Regions from separate parts of the Hordeum vulgare genome. Here region 2 is linked to region 1. Evidence: chromatin contacts called from public Hi-C data. All regions are on one chromosome and are shown on one strand. Each heading gives the region's core, a stretch centred on a gene start, on an enhancer-like site or on the middle of the called end of the contact. The rest is flanking DNA. Distances are from core to core; before and after follow the strand shown.

Evidence for each region. Hi-C and Micro-C count contacts between places; a contact is called where the count stands out from the background.
Region 2: a contact with region 1 is called in a Hi-C map of leaf, with 2.4 times the contacts expected there. The contact joins the promoter of LOC123440715 here to the enhancer-like site in region 1. A contact is called at or near these places in 2 of 6 Hi-C or Micro-C datasets (leaf and seedling).

Annotation. Positions count from the first base shown.
Region 1 is chr3H:575,904,406-575,907,105 of MorexV3_pseudomolecules_assembly, reverse strand. No RefSeq gene overlaps it. Among protein-coding and RNA genes, the nearest start is that of LOC123445254, 96 kb to the right of the region's middle. Within about 2 kb of position 1,320, at least 3 of the 3 cell types and tissues checked have open chromatin away from gene starts, as enhancers often do. A contact at or near this core is called in leaf and seedling, where this site is marked.
Region 2 is chr3H:576,374,564-576,377,263 of MorexV3_pseudomolecules_assembly, reverse strand. It overlaps LOC123440715, which reads right to left and starts at 1,379. Exons shown (of 4, transcript XR_006630352.1): 1 at 1,143-1,379; 2 at 1-1,050.

The sequences.
Region 1 (2,700 bases), core at 71-2,570:
GTAGTGGCAAAACAAATCATCGTCCAGGACCTACGTAAACATGCTTATCCGTCTATTTGAAGACACACACCCTTCGTTTCTAAATATAGATTTTTTTCAAATATTTATATACAGACTAGATACGTATGTATATGAACATATCTAAAATGTAGATTTATTTATTTTACTTTTTATATAGTTCATATTATTATTTTTAAATATTTATATTTAGGAACAGAGTGAGTAGTTTGATTTTGGGTGTCCTGATTTAAAATGCCCATCTATATGCGGTATTATGGAATCCACTTTTAGCTAGCTACTCCCTCCGTTTTTAAATATAAGTCTTTTAAGAGGTTTTATTAAAGAACTACATACGATGTATATAGAGATAATTTAATGTATAGATTCACTCATTTTAATTTGTATGTAGCCCCTTAATGAAATTTGTAAAAAGACTTATATTTATGAACGGAGAGAGTAGCTAGCATTGAGGAACACGTCAGGAGAGAGGCTGGATTAAGTACGTGTTTTAAGGTCCAGGTGACGGGGACGTAAAGCATTCCTTGAGCGGGTATCCTCCTCGAGACGCGCCACGTGTCTAAACTAGATTACTTTGCATAATAATACAACTAAGGATGTTGCTCCAATTACGCCCAACTCGCAATAAACTAGTAGGTGAGCTAGTCTTTGCTTACCACCGCAAAAGAATTATTATGTTTTCCTGCCTAGCTCAAGTTGTGCTTCACTTTCATGCCGTGGTGTGATGTGATGTGATGTCCAAAAGATAAATAGCTCGCGCGGTTTGAAAGTAACGGGAGGCGGCATCGGAGGGGAGAGATGCAATAATTTTAATCTTCCTTCCTTGTCCGTGTTTAATTGTCCCCACAGACACATCACATCAGTTTCTGCACATTAGACATTTCCAAAAAAATTCGTCAAGAGAGCACTCGGAGCTGAAAATGACTGGATGGGGTTAGGCCAACATGTGGTAGTCCACGAGTCTAAGCTCATGATAATCGTCCTAGACTGTAATTAATCTCCCCGTTGATACTGAAGGTGAAAACATGGTAACCCTGTTAAGGCCCTCAATTTCAGGCAGACAGACTGCTCTTTCTCCCCACTCTCTTCGGACGAACTTTATGCTCTCGCGTGCGTACAGGATCATGCAGTGGCGATAATAATAAGAACGGGAAAGTGACCGGGGAACGTGGAGATGCAGATGCGAGATGGTGAGCGGGAAAAGGTTTGTCTATCGCTAGCTGCTAGCTTGGGTGCAGGGCCCTCCACTGAGATCATTGCCGTTAGCTTCCTTGGCCTTTTTTATCATGCGTGTTGTGAAGAGATCAACAGAGACAAGCCACCTAAAGATGAGCGGAGTGTGATTGGACCATTTAGGCCAGGGAGCATTCCGTTAACAGCCATCCCCTTCGTCTTATCCCAGTGCTCTCTTTCTCCTCCTCTTGTTATCACTTGTTCACAGCCAAAAAGGGACAGAAGCTGAGGCAGAGGTAGAAGAATTGTAGCGTTAGAATTTCCATATCCATGCTGGTAGCAGGAGACCATGGAGGCTACATTTTGGTTTGCACTCTCTTTTCTGTATCTCCGACATGCAACATGTTAGGTTTTCTTTAATAAAAAACCTTCAAGATGGATGGTGGGCATTCGTGTCGTGGGACCCTTTATTTGGGGGTCATATTCAAACTCACGGCGAGGCAGTGGCAGCCCTGTCTATCTATACCTACTCCGAACAAATGCGCCGCACCTTTGGAGCGCAAAGGGGGACGGGACTCCGAAGTGTCCTACCTACATTTGTGCAAACCCAACTACAGTACTTGGATTCAAATCAGATGCATCGCACCTGGTCGTACACCCATCGTCATCGCACACGTTTCGCCGTTTCCATCCAGCACGTACTCCTACTTACGTACGAGTCAGCGGATGGAGCGTTTAATCAAAGGCTAATCAGTCGATGGTTTGGTGGCGCCATTAACTGGTGAGTAGTGACACGCGCGGCGCAACACCGAATAATAAGGCTATAAAGAGTCCCTGGAGCTCGTCCACCAAATAAAGAGCACGAGACATGTTTGGTATAGTGCAGCACGTATTTGTTTGCTCGAGGAATATTTAAGCACACACGTATTCCTGGTCAAATTGCATGCATGCCTCGTGGAATCCTGCCGGTTTGGAGACGGGCAGCTCAATATCTCTGCATGATGCATGACCCGAACATACAACAAACGACCAACCATCGTCATGCAACCGCATTAGCCGATGGATGGATTGATTAAACACGAACGGACTGAACATATAACGGGAGCACTATCTTTGACCGGACGTACTTGCGCTGGGGATACCTCTGCCTCCCAGATTGTCTGGTGAACGGGAGCAGCTGCCAGCTGCTGTCCCTGGTTTTGCGACGGGGACGCGATCTACTTGAAGATTCTGTAGTAATTGAGCGAATTAGGATTTAGGAGTAGCTATTATAAGCGCAGGAAACAGATAGCATCATAGCACTGCTCCGGTCCGTACGAGTAATTTCGAGATTTTGAACGAAACAGACTGCATGGTGGGATCGATCGACTGAAAAAGGCTGTGGCAAGAGTTAACTATGGAGCACTCCTACTGTGCTGTGCATGCAATTGATCCCGTGAGGCTAACCAAAGGTAATTAAGTAAGAAGCTACTCCCGCTACTCCTGCTATATATTCTACTCCTACTTCGA
Region 2 (2,700 bases), core at 130-2,629, 470 kb before region 1:
ACCTATGATCATTCTAAGTATTCCCTTCGTCCTGACTTACTTGCATTAGATTTTTCTAGATTCAGATGTATCTAGACACGTTTTAGTGTTAGATACATCTGTATCTAGACAAATGTAAAACAAGTAATTTAGAAAGAAAGTAATAATATTTTGTGTGAAAATAAAAGTGTTTCTTTCCTAACACACACACACATCATCATCATCATCATCATCAAACTCTTAGCATAAAACACTCAAAAAAAAACTCTTGGCATGAAACACTAAAAAAAGAGCTCTTGCCATAAGCTGTCTGTAAAGGGATCGCATGCATCGTATTGATGCACAGGCCGGAGGTAATCCTCTTTTTAGAAAAAAAGCTGTCTTTAACAAGAGTTTATTTTGACTTTTGTGACCGTATACAAGGAGAGTTGCCCCGGATGAAAAAGGAGGGTTGAACTGGATACGCACGGATCTCCACACGATCTCACCTCACCAACATCGTGACAGCCTCACCGTTCTAGTGGCTTGCCGTTGACTAAGGCCCTGTTTGGTAATCCATCAGCTCCTAGAATCTGCGAAACTGAAAAACCTGAGCTCTCTTATTTTTTAACTGTAGATCCGGAAGGGAGCGGAAGCGTCTTCGAACAGGGACCAAGTCGCTGGAGTGGAGTCTGAGCTCTGAAGCTCGCGATCACCACCGCACGGCCGCGCCATACATACGTGATATTTTCTTCTTCACGAAGAAAAATCCCGACAGCCAAAGTCGATAACCGGAAGAAATGGGATTGAAATTGGATGAGATCATGAGTTCGAACTGATCTCGGCCATGAAGAACTTCTCCCAGTCAACTACTAAGAAACTAAACACCTCGCCGTTGCAATTTGTGTTTGGGGTTAAGAACAGATTGAAGTTTCTGGAGACGTGGTTTGGGTGCACGGGCTTAAGGTGAGAGTGATGTTAGGAAATTACACCAACAGCAAAAGAGTTTCTAGATAGCCAGCCATGTATCCATACCTACGTACCATTCCTCTGCAGAAGTACTATGTAAGTAGAACTATTTAGCGTCAAGAACTGAAAAAAAAACGATATTTAGAGGAGAAAATAAGTGAACAAAAATCCCTCGCAAAAAAGAAAGTGAAGGCACGGTGACAAGAGAAACTGACCGTAACCAGAGATCTTGATGCTTTGGTGCACACGTTCTTCCACATAATCTCCCTGCACGGGTGGATCTCCCGGGCACGGGACGCTGAAGACGACGCAAAACAGCTCCGCCTTCCCCTCCGCTTCCACGGGCATCTGCATCGACCTCCTCATCTTCATCAACCAGCTGCTCATTTCTTTCGGTCGGTTGGCTCCTTCGATCTGCGTACGACAGTTTCAGAGGGTATATACAAGGCTCAATCGGGAGACTTCTGCATGAAGTAAATCTGACCGTGTCTTCCTTTCTTGAGGGTGAAGACAAAAGGAACAACGCGCTATCAACATATCCACGCGGGCTTCGATGTGGACAGCCCAACTGGATCAACGCGGTGCAGAAGACTCCTGGGCAGCGGCAAATGCATGCCAGAATCTTGTTGCTGATGTTCAGCAATATCGGCTGAAGCACCAGCTCTCTCCCGTGGTCTCTTGACCTCTAACAGTTCCGGTGGGGTGAAACAGACGGAGCCAGCATTCATGCATAGAGGGGGCAAAGTTTATATGAAGTTAATTTTTTTGGCTACAACAACCATAATCATAGTAGAAGAAACCCCCCCCCCCCCCCCCCCCCTAAATTCGTCCCTGATAGAATGGTCGTCCATTCGGACTCTCATAGAGTGATTCGGATTATGCGACGGGGCGGTCAATGCCCGGTGGTATGGCGGCAGTGGTTTATGTCTTTGGTGAATGTTTCCATCTAGACAGGGAACTGGTGAGGCAGCCTGCTTCGCAATTTTCTGAGCGATGGAATATCTTCTTTAAGAAATGGTATCGGTTAGAGATCAGTTGACTGAAAACAAAATTTGGGTCAGTTGACTGACCAAAAATTTGTTTCACTCAATTTGCTCTCAACCTCATCTCTCTTTTTTTCGGAAAAGAACCTCGTCTCTTTTTTCAGACTAAAAAAGGCAGTGTGCCACGATGAGCACGAGGATCCAGGCGAGCTTGTTCTTTTCATATTGTATATTCTATTTCAGCCAGTCTTTTATTTAAAAATGTTCACTAATTCGAATAAGTATTCACAAATTCTAAATATGTCCATCTGTTTAACAAATCTTCACAAATTCAATAAAGGTACATGGATCCAAAAAAAATCATGAACTCAAAAATTGTTCGCCAACTCAGAAAAATGATTGAGAATTCAAAACAAATCACAGATCCAAACAAACATCAATATAAAAAGTGTTCATGAATTTGAAAATATCTCAGTGAATTCAAAAAATGTTCACAAAATTTAGAAATTTCGTGAAGTCAAAAGATAATCATGACTTTCGAAATGCTCATCAGTTAAAAAAAATGTCTGCAAATTTGTGGGTAACAAGCGCAATGCATGGGCTTGGCCCGGTTGATCTATCATGACACAAGGCATACCCAGATTAGGTGACTACAACACCCATGTTATAGATAAATCGATCGGCTCTGCTTCGTGCGTATGCTATTTAGTGTGCTTTCTAGGCATCTGCGATAGAGAAATAAAATTATCTGTTTCACGAGATAATCTTGGGAAAATAAATAATTGGAATA